Regions from separate parts of the Mus musculus genome. Here all the other regions are linked to region 3. Evidence: chromatin contacts called from public Hi-C and HiChIP or PLAC-seq data. All regions are on one chromosome and are shown on one strand. Each heading gives the region's core, a stretch centred on a gene start, on an enhancer-like site or on the middle of the called end of the contact. The rest is flanking DNA. Distances are from core to core; before and after follow the strand shown.

Evidence for each region. A called contact is a pair of places that touch in the nucleus more often than the background predicts. HiChIP or PLAC-seq counts read pairs in DNA pulled down with a chosen protein or histone mark.
Region 1: a contact with region 3 is called in an HNF4G HiChIP or PLAC-seq map of pancreatic cancer cells. The contact joins two enhancer-like sites. A contact is called at or near these places in 2 of 115 datasets of contacts at active chromatin or transcription factors (pancreatic cancer cells and stem cell-derived neural progenitor cells) and 1 of 9 other capture datasets (embryonic stem cells).
Region 2: a Hi-C map of liver shows a contact between it and region 3, with 4 times the contacts expected there. The contact joins the promoter of Pcyox1 here to the enhancer-like site in region 3. A contact is called at or near these places in 2 of 39 promoter capture datasets (embryonic stem cells and liver), 3 of 484 Hi-C or Micro-C datasets (the AML12 cell line, liver and nephron progenitors), 3 of 115 datasets of contacts at active chromatin or transcription factors (embryonic stem cells, pancreatic cancer cells and stem cell-derived neural progenitor cells) and 3 of 9 other capture datasets (adipose tissue, liver and pancreatic islet).

The regions. Positions count from the first base shown.
Region 1 is chr6:86,317,108-86,320,563 of GRCm38.p6, forward strand. No RefSeq gene overlaps it. Among named protein-coding and RNA genes, the nearest start is that of Fam136a, 47 kb to the right of the region's middle. Within about 2 kb of position 1,969, at least 88 of the 459 cell types and tissues checked have an H3K27ac peak or open chromatin away from gene starts, as enhancers often do. A contact at or near this core is called in pancreatic cancer cells, where this site is marked.
Region 2 is chr6:86,395,032-86,398,473 of GRCm38.p6, forward strand. It overlaps Pcyox1 (prenylcysteine oxidase 1), which reads right to left and starts at 2,119. Exons shown (of 6, transcript NM_025823.4): 1 at 1,942-2,119; 2 at 883-1,089. The coding sequence starts at 2,053.
Region 3 is chr6:86,175,003-86,178,387 of GRCm38.p6, forward strand. No RefSeq gene overlaps it. Among named protein-coding and RNA genes, the nearest start is that of Tgfa, 19 kb to the right of the region's middle. Within about 2 kb of position 1,944, at least 11 of the 459 cell types and tissues checked have an H3K27ac peak or open chromatin away from gene starts, as enhancers often do. A contact at or near this core is called in liver and pancreatic cancer cells, where this site is marked.

The DNA of each region.
Region 1 (3,456 bases), core at 719-3,218, 140 kb after region 3:
TACATGGCCTTCTGGAGTTCTACTCTCTCTCCCAGAGGAGTCTCTGCATACCATTCCTAGTGGCCTCCTCAGAGAGGAGGCCATGTGATCACCCTTAGATCTCTACCAGGGCTGACCTCCAAAATCAATCTCACTTTGACTCCTTTGGCAGAGCACTCCAGTGTGTGTGCCAAGGAAGTGGTCCTTTGGCTGGGGTGGGGGCAGCAGGGGGCTGTTAGTCGGCAAGGAGAAGCCTTGTAACTGCAGCTGGGTCCAGTCATGGCATCTGAGTCTGGAAACCAAAGGCAGCATGGGTTAGAGAGAGGGGAGGGAGGCTTATTTAGAAACTACATCACACCATCCAAATTAAACAGACCATTTGCTCAAGTCCAATTTCCACCTCTGATCCTGTCTCCACTGATTCTTACCCTGTGTAAGAGCTTCCTCCCTTCCCAGAGTGCCCCCCCTTCCCCATGGATTCAAAGAATTCTCTTAATTATCTATAAAAACATACTGTCAGCCATGCTGCTTTCATGGGGCTCAAGCCTTACAGCTTAACTGATTTCTTCCCTGTCACGGTGACCAAATAGCTAGCAAACCAAGGAGGAAAGATGTCTTCTGGCTCGTGGTGCGAGGGATACAGTCCATCATGGTAGAGGAGGCATGGCAGCAAGACCCACACCAGTGTGAGTGAAAAACTGCTTGCTTCTGGGGCTGGAGAGATGGCTCAGTGGCTAAGAGCACTGACTGCTCTTCCGAAGGTCCTGAGTTCAAATCCCAGTGACCACATGGTGGTTCACAACTATCCATAATGAAACCTGATACCTTCTTCTGGGGTGCCTGAAGACGGCTATAGTGTACTTACATATAGTAAATAAATAAAATCTAAAAAGAAAGGAGAAAAGAAAAGACTGCTTGCTTCCATCTCAGCGGGTCAGGGAACAACAAGGAGGATGCAGGTACGCTGCTTATGTTTTTTTTGTTTTGTTTTTTTTCCCGAGACAGGGTTTCTCTGTGTAGCCCTGGCTGTCCTGGAACTCACTCTGTAGACCAGGCTGGCCTCGTACTCAAAAATCTGCCTGCCTCTGCCTCTGCCTCCAAAGTGCTGGGATTAAAGGCGTGCGCCACCACTCTTTTTTTATTCCTTTTTGTGCATATCTGTGTGTGGTGTGCTTGTGTATATGCATTTCTGGTATGTGTGTGGGGGCACACGTGTGTGCTTGAGTTTGTGTGTCTGTAAGCATGTGTGCATTTGAAGGCTCAATGTAAGGAATCGTCCTCCATAACTCTCCCACCTTGTTCACTGAGGCAAGGTCTCTCAATCAAACCCAGAGCTCACTGATATGGCTTGTCCCGCCAGCTGGCCTGCTCTGGGGAATAATGTCCTATCTCTGCCTTCTGGGTCTCTGGGGATCTGAACATGGGGCCCCACTTGTATGGGAAGTGCTTTAACTGTTGTGCCATCTCTCCAACTCCTTTTTATTCCGTCTAAGACCCCAGACCGTGGGATGGTGCCACCCACACTGACAGGACATCTTCCTCCTCAGTCACACCTCTTTAGAAATGTCCTCATAGACACACCCGCTCAGAGCCATATCTCCTAGGTGATTCTAAATCCAGCCAGGCCACAGTGAAGACTAACCTTAGAAGAAGTCATCGTCCTTTTGCCCTGGGAACGTATGTTCCACCCACCAGGAACCATGATTCATATCTTGCGAACGTTTGCCTGTTTTGTGCAGAGATCTTGTTTTGTGTTTCTGAGGAAACTGTGAGCTCCCTGGAGCCCAGAACTGGGCTGTGTATATATTTTGTTTGTGACAGTAAGTGCCCTGTGGTTCTGAACTCTTAGGAACTGTTCAGGTGTTTGGAGCTGTACTGAGCTGAAGGGAATTAAAGAGAGACCACAGCCAAGCATGACGTCACCAGGCACCGACTGGGGAAACGGATGGTGGATTCCAATGTCAGGTGAGTCACAGTAGGCAGGCCCAGAATGTATGATGAATCACACACAGGCCAGTGCCTGATACAGCAGCTATGCAGATACTGCACTGGAGAGCTCTGTCTGAATGCTCAGAGAGGAAGAAGAGGGTGGCCTCCCAGATATTTGGATGAAGACAACACCAACTCACAACTAGGCTAATGCCTGGCGGAGCCTCACTAGGTCAGGGGCCTGGCCCCAAAGGGTTGCTGCTTATTAATCCAAAGCAAGGACGGAGCGCAAAGCATATGCATTCACCTCCTGCTGTGTCCCAGGAACCCAAGGGCCTGGGAGCTGCACGACTCCCCAGGTCACAGCAACAGCCACAATGCCTCAGTCTCCCACCTCCAAGTCCAGCTGTTCCCAAGCTCAAGCAAAGAAGGCAAAGAAATACAGGTATGATGGCACATGCCAGCTCTAAGGGGGACGAGCCAGGAAAGATCACAAGTTTGAAGCCAGCGTGCTACAGAGTGGAACCCTGTCAAAAGAAAAGAATTTTAAAAAGTGAACATTGTGGTAAAACTTGGTGAGGGAACAGGACAATACCCCTTGTGTGGATGTGCACATGTGTGTGGGTAGGTATGTACATGTGTGTGCATATCTTTGGAGGCCAGGAGTCAACCTCAAGTGTCATTCCTCAAGAGCCATGTGGTGGCTATTCTTGGTTGTCAACATGATTGCATCTAGAATTTGCTAAAACCCAAACAGCTAGGCACACCTCTGAGGAAGTTGTTTTCTTTTTCTTTTTCTCCTTCTTTTTCTTTTTCTTTTTCTTTTTCTTTTTTCTTTCTTTTTTTTTTTTTTTAATTTATTAGATGTAGGTACACTGTAGCTGTCTTCAGACACTCCAGAAGAGAGTGTCAGATCTCGTTACAAATGGATGTGAGCCACCATCGGAAGAGCAGCTGTGCTCTTAATGGCTGAGCCACCTCTCCCGCCTGGAGGTTGTTTTCTTAATCGAATCATTGGATGTGGGAAGACCCACCTTTAATCCAGACCTTTTGAGGTGGGAAGATCCACCATTAATCTGGGCCATATGGTTTGCTGGCAGTCTATATGAAGGACACGGGAAGAGGAAGCTTGCTCTCTTTGCAGGCTTGCTGCTGCTCTTGCTGGCAAGTCCATTCCTTTACTGGCATTAGAGCCTACCCTTAGGGGATTCCGGTGTACACTGAAGACCAGTCAAAACATACAGCCTCATGTACTGAACAACTACTGGAGTCTTGGTACACTGTCTTCCATTGGTAGATAGTCATTGTTTGACTAGCTGGACCACAGCTTGTAAGCTGTTCTAATAAATCTCCTGTGTGCGTGCGTGTGTGCGCATGCGTGTGTGTGTGTGTGTGTGTGTGTGTGTGTGTGTATGTGTGTATGTGTGCGTGTGTGTGTGTGTGTGTGTGTGTGTGTGTGTGTTCATTCTATCAGTTCTTTCCCTCTAAAGAACACTGACTAATACAGTCCATCCATCCATGCTTTTTTTTTTTGAGGCAGGGTCTCTC
Region 2 (3,442 bases), core at 869-3,368, 220 kb after region 3:
CCTGTACCAAACTAAACCCACTAGTCTCAGTCATGGAGAAGAAAGCCTCTGCCAGGGCTGGGAAGGGCACCCGAGGAGTAAGAGAGGTCCCATCCTACGCAAGCCTCAACTTTGCAAAACTGGGAAACTCAGGTAAATGGGAAACGGCCAGAGTTACACAATATTCCCTAAGAGAAGGCTTGCACAGGCCTGCCAGCCTTCCCCGAACATGGCCCGCTCCTCTGCCGACAACGTGTCAGTCATGTGTCCCCGTGAGTACATGTCTGAACCCTGTCTGAACGACTTCAAGCCAAGTGTTGGAAGCCCATGGATCTCATTTTCTCAGCAGCAGAATGAGCTAAAAACACTCTGCTAGCTCAAAGCACTCTGATTTCTCAACCCAAAGCCTGAAGTTTAAGAACTGACAACAGGGGGCTGCAACATGGCTCAGCCCCAAATGGACTGCACCTGGGTTCAATTCCTGAGACCCACACAGTAGAAGAAAAAGAACTGACTGGATCAATTGTCCTCTGACCTCCATACACACCCTGTGGCACTCAGACCAACACCCCCACCCCACAGTTATACAAAATAAATAGCTAAAATATAACTTTTAAAAAAATTTTTTTTAATTTTTTTTTTAAAGAATTAACAGCAACAGCCACCCTCACTCAACCCCATGGCTGTAATTCCAGAGAGCTGATGCCACACAGATAGCTTAGAGTCTCATTACAGGAGAGTGGCTCGATGCTAAGCTGGGACCAACTGCTAAACCCCACAGCAAGAGAAACAGTTTCACCAACTTCTCTGTAGAAGACAAGGCAGAAACATCAGTTCTCTGTGTTAGGAAAACACATACGGCCAGTCACACATAGTGTTGCTTAGTGCTATGAAATCACATACCCAGCTCTTTGACAAATCGCTTCATGTGCAAATTTAGGGGGTGAATGACTGAACCCCCTGCCTCGTAGTCATGACCTTGCACCTTCAAAGTGGCCAAACGGCCCCCGACCTCTTCTCTCTCAAACACGTCAATCTTCACGTCCTTCCCAAATTTCTTCCTTAGATAATAGGCGGAGGAAGTACCACCGATTCCAGCACCGACTATTGCTATACGGAGGGGGGGAAAGGAAAAGAGGAACCGTTTGTTTCCCCTCCTATCAGTGTTGCTTTTGTTTTTGAAAAGCCATTAACCAATAATAGCCATTACTCAAGACTAAAACTAACAGCTTGGGGAAACCTGAGGGAAGGGGTTCTCTTTAAAGACAGACTCCCTGAACCTAGACAGGTGCTATAGATGAAGTTACAAACTGACAGTTGGTCAAAAGATGCCCAAAGGTTCTCCCAGGTCTTTGTGGAGGCACCACCGGACCCAGGGACCCTGCTGTGCCCAATTCCTGGGGAAGTATGAATGGGCCCCTCCAGCACGCATTTTAAATAAAGCAGACGCCATCTTCGCCCAGCTTTGTTCTTTGTCTCTCTATGGCCCCAACACCATTAACGATCCCGAAAGACACAGCTTCAGATGGGAATAGACACCCAGGAATGAAAACCCGAGGCAACCAAAGCCACGAAGAGACCGGGTTCTCCAGCTAGCTGCAGCAGTTGCAGTAAGCAGAGCGCAGGTGCGGGGAGGCGGTCCCAGTCCTTCTCGGGGGAGGGGATCTGGAGGTAGGGGAAGAGAGACTGGTCCCAGTGCAGAGTCTGCGTGCCCCAATCGGCCGGACAAACAGACTTAGCTCCAGGGACAGCTAGAGGCGGGCTCTTGAGGGCGTTCAGCTGCTAGAGCCGAGGGCCTCCCAGGCTGGAGCTGCACGGATACCGAGTCCCTGGCTAGCACACGCCTCCAGTGGCACTCCTCCAGACTCGGAGCGCACGGCCCGGTCTCCGGACCCCGATCTCCACCCAGCCCTGGGAAGACCGACCTAGGCATCGCCGCGCCTCTGTATCCCCCGCACCTACCGATCCTGTTCGGCGGGGCCCGGGGCTCGGCGCTCGCCAGACTGCCCAGACCACATAGCAGCAGCCCCAGCCAGAACAGTGAGCCCACCAATGCAGCGGCGAAGCGCCCCATGGCCTCCCGCAGCTGCAGACTGACCGCGGGTCCGCCAGCAGACCCTGCTCTATGCGTCTGCGCGCTTTCGCCCCGCCCAGACCACGCCCCAGAGCACACGACCACGCCCACTCGTCCCACCCAGGTCCTTTGCTCCCCAGGCTCGCCGATTTTGTGTTATCTAATCCTGGTCCTCTGTGCCCCCGAAGTACACTCTGGTCCCAGAAGCCCACATCCAAGGCGCAGGTTGAGGGCCACCTCAGCTCTCCTTTCCCGCCTCTCCTGAAGATGCATCCTTCTTCACAAGTGCCCTCTACAGTCCCCAAAATCGCGAGCTTGTAGAGAATGCACGTGGCCAATCTCAGTCTAAACCAGGCAAACCGGCCGCAAACATTTCTAAAGTGAGCACTTTGTTCCAGGGACTCAGCTGCGTGATAAGAAAAGGAAGAGAGATGGGGTATTGTGAAGTAAGAGGAGCAAAACACGGGACCCACGTCCATACGAATAAAATTAGAACACCAAAGTGGCCTCTCACATACGGTCTGTTTCCAAGTTGAAGACACTAGAGAAGACACAAAAACAAGAAATGCTGTCTACTTTCCTCCAATTGCCTAAAAACAAAACACTGAGTGTGTATGGGAGAGTGGGGGTGCTGGAGACATGGCTCAGTAGTTAAGAGCACTTCCTGCTATTTATTCCACCGGACCTTCCTCTGGCACACTTGTAAGCATAACAAAATTTTAAGCACTGGAGAAATGACTCAGTGGCTAAGAGTGCTACTGAGTTCTGTTTCTGAGGCTTACAACTGCCTGTGCCAGCAGTGCCAGGGGAACTGTCACCCTCCTCTGACCTTCCAGGGCACCAGAACACACACAAACACATAAATAAAAATAAACATACACACAAGGACAAAGGGATCCTCCCTTCTCTACCTGAGGGATGTGGGTTTATCACCAAAGGCAATTTTAGACATCTTAAGTAAAATTCCTAGGAAGCCATTAGTTTGGCCTGAGCTACTGGGCTGGATGGATGGACAGCATGCCAACTCAATGGGGAATCCCCATCGGAAGCTGCGTGCTACCAGAGGTGAAACTAAATTTTCTGGTTGACCTTCATAGGAAAGGGAGCTGGTGACATGCCTCTGTTAGCAGATCCGAGAACGATGTCCCCTATGCTTCAACCTTCCCAAAGAGCATAACTTCAAAACCAGTCAGCTCTTTGTTTCCAGCTTCTGCCTTCCTCTGCCCTGGGCAGTCTAAAGAGCCAGGCTTCTCCTCCAGATGTAGGAAGAGCTGTGCTATGTTATAGAACAAGGTGTTCTCACTTCTAGTCAGCTGAGACCTGTCAATATCTTGTAGTTTTGGTTTTTCCACAGATCTTTGTTTTTTCAAACAGAATCTCAAGTAACCC
Region 3 (3,385 bases), core at 694-3,193:
AAATATGGTGCTATGTGAATACAAGCCTAGCTCTTGATAAAATGACAGGTGCACTTCAGCCCTGTCCCTTCAGAGTCTCACAGTAGTCACATGGCCAGTTTGACTTAAATTGTGTCAGTCCCTGTGGTCTTCCTACTCTCTGAGCCTACTCACCTTCTTACTTATTTACAGGGGTGCATCTGTTTAAGTAAAAAGGCAGCAGGCACAGTAGGGTGGTTTCACCCCTGTGGCTCGTGATAAGAGAAGTGGAGGCAAGAGGATTATGGATTCAAAACCAGGCTAGGTTCAGCAACATGAGACCCTGCCTCAAAAAGAATTAAAATATCAAGGAAATAAAATTTTTAAAGGAACTTTTTTTAAGACAGTGGATTTTTATTCTGTTATCAGGGTTTTAAAGTCTATACAGGAGCCATTCACTGTCACTCAGCTGAAACTTGTCTAGGTAGAAAATTGGATTACATTTTTTTTTTCATTTTATGCAGACCCTCATTATATAGTCCTGTCTGGCCTAGAACTCACTATGTAAACAAGACTGTCCTCAAACTCACAGAGGTCTGCCTGCCTCTGCCTCCCTAGTACTAGGATTAAAGAAGAGGTATACAGCCAGGCCCAGCTGACTATACACTTTAAATTGATAATTTTTTTTCTCTGCCTTTCCAACCCAGGCACCTATTTTTCTAAATACTATTTCAATTAAAATATTCAGGAAGTAAAAGGAATGAGCTGTGGTGTTCTAGTCCATTAAAAATTATATTAACAGTTGATTGTCAAATCAATATTAGCAGTTGATTTGTTTATATATATATAGTCCATTATACAAATAAAGAAGCCCTGACTCCCATTTATGAGATTAATCAAAAGCATATATCTACTTTGGGTTTTTTCACTTTTTAAAAAAATGTATAAGTGTGTGCATATGTGTGTTTGTATGTGTCTGTACACAAGCACTCAGGTGCCCATAGAGGCTAAACAAATGCACTGGGTTTTTTGAAACTGGAGTTACAGGATGTTGTGAACATCCCAGTGCTGATGCTATACTTTGGTTTTCTAAACAGCAAAGCCTTCTTTGCCACTTACTATCGGTCCACCCCACATATATTGGACTTCTGGGGAATTACTTTTGCTATCTGAGAGTATTATTCTTCTTTGCTTTGACCTAATATAATTTAAAAATGTCTATAATCAAGGATAGAACAATTTGAGATCCTATTTGTTTGTATGTTTATTTGCTTTTTTTGTGATAAAGTTTCACACAGCTTGGGCTGTTCTTGAACTTTAGCAGAAGATAAACGTGAATTTCTGATCCTCTGGAATGCTGGGATCGTAGGATTACGCTGGCTGCAATGCCTTCGGCCTTTGTTTGGTTGTTTCTTGTACATCATGACTTGTTTGCTTTCAGGGTTCTGCCAGCTTTGAGAAGTACAGGGCAATATTCCAATTGTTCTTGTTTGAAGACAGTTTAAACAGTAACAGAGGAATGTCCTGGCAGACTTCAGTTATGTTGCAGTTAGGGTATGTGAGTTTTCCTTCCTTTTAGAACTTGTTGTTGTTGTTGTTGCTTGGTTTATGTATTTCCTTGCTCTGACACATCTGTGTCTCTGTGGTAGTGTCATCGTTTATCCAGGTATAGTTGAAAATGCCACATTCAGCTTTTTACTTCCGATTTGAAGAATGGGTTCAGCTGTTAAGTGGGAAGAGATGCAGCTTATTTGGCCTCACCCAACCTTCTCATGTTTCAGGAATGGACTCAGACTCAATCTATGCAAATCCCATATGTGCCGAGACTTATAGGACTTACCTCCTTGGCTCTCCATTTGGCTTTTAATATCCACACACATTTCTGTGTGTGGCTTTAATCGTTTGTTTTCACAGTGGTTTGCTGACTCCATGAATATGCTTTAACTCCCCACCTTCCCTCTGCTGACAGTTTAGTGCTTCCGCCTGTTAAGGCTTCTGTGGCAAATGTTCACTGCACACAGGCTATGTAAGCAGAGGCTGTCATGCAGTCTCATAAAACCTCATGTTCACCTTTGCTGGGTAACCGCGGCAGTTCTGCAGCATAGCTGAGCCTCCAGTCTCCCTATCTTGTCCACGAGTATTCCCTCTATCTTGCCTTCCCTAAGCAAGGCTCTAAATGTGATAGTCCTGGTTTATAGTGGGACTTGGGAAAGGCTGTGCTACACAGGCATCCCTGGACCGGGACAGATGGAACCTACTGTGGCTTCTAAGTTCACCTTGGATGTCAATATCCAGCTTGACTGGGAGGTTATAAGGACTTTTTAACTACAATAGCCTGGAGACTGCGTGTGAATTCAATATTGAGAACTAGGAGCATAGAGATGGCTCAGCAAGTAGAGATGCTTGCTGTAGAACCCGACAACCTGAGTTTGAACCCCGGAGCCCACGGTTGTCCTCTGATCTCCACAGAAGTGCTGTGGCACTTGCACAGCGCACACACACATGTGCACGCACACACATGTGTAGACACACACACATGTGCACGTGCATATGCGCACTCACCACACAAGTGACATCAACACTGAAGATTGGTGCCTAAGAGACAGGGGACACTGGCAGATGTGTCCTGGCTCTCGCCCACAGCTCTGCCCCTCCTGAGAATGAGTAGGAGTGCCTTGAACACTCAGCCAGCTCTGCCCTGAGAAGGGTTCTCTCTGTTCATGAATTCAGAGCAAGAGGCAGATGAGTCTCCTATTACCCTGTGGAACTCAAACACTTTCTTCTGATACATCTCTGGTTATCTCTAACCCTTTGATCTGGCTCTGGTGACATTGGCCAGTGTCCTCTCTGTGTCAATCAATAACCTCTCTCACCATTGATAATAATAAATTGCCTCTTTCCTGAATCAAAGTTCCTTTCTATTTCTTCTTCTTTTTTTTTTTCCATAAGATTCAACTTTATTCAGCATCTATTTTTTTTAACTCAACTCAAGGTAACTCGCTTTACATTTTGTTTCCACTAAAAACATCCTGACATCCTTCTTGTCACTTTTCCTTAAAAATAGGGGACAGGTATGGCCCAGTTTTTCTCAAGACAGCCTGGCCACAGTGCTCACTGTCCCTGTATATTCTCCTTGCCTGTCCACTTGGGGTAGAAGACATGAACACTGGTGGGCCAAGAGACACTCATCCTCAATGTGCAACTTCATGGCTGTGACAAGCGTGGTTTTCTAGGGAACCAATGTCCACTGAGGCAGAGAGCTGCCAGTGTTCTTAATACACAGGCCCCTACCTCGAGTAACCACCATTGTGACTCCTGTCCTCAGATCAGCTGCTCTTGAGGCGAGGTAAATGGAAACCTGTGCTTTGGTTTGCACTCTCCTCTGTCCTTCTGTTCAGTGTCCTCTGTCCCACTGTTTGACACCTCT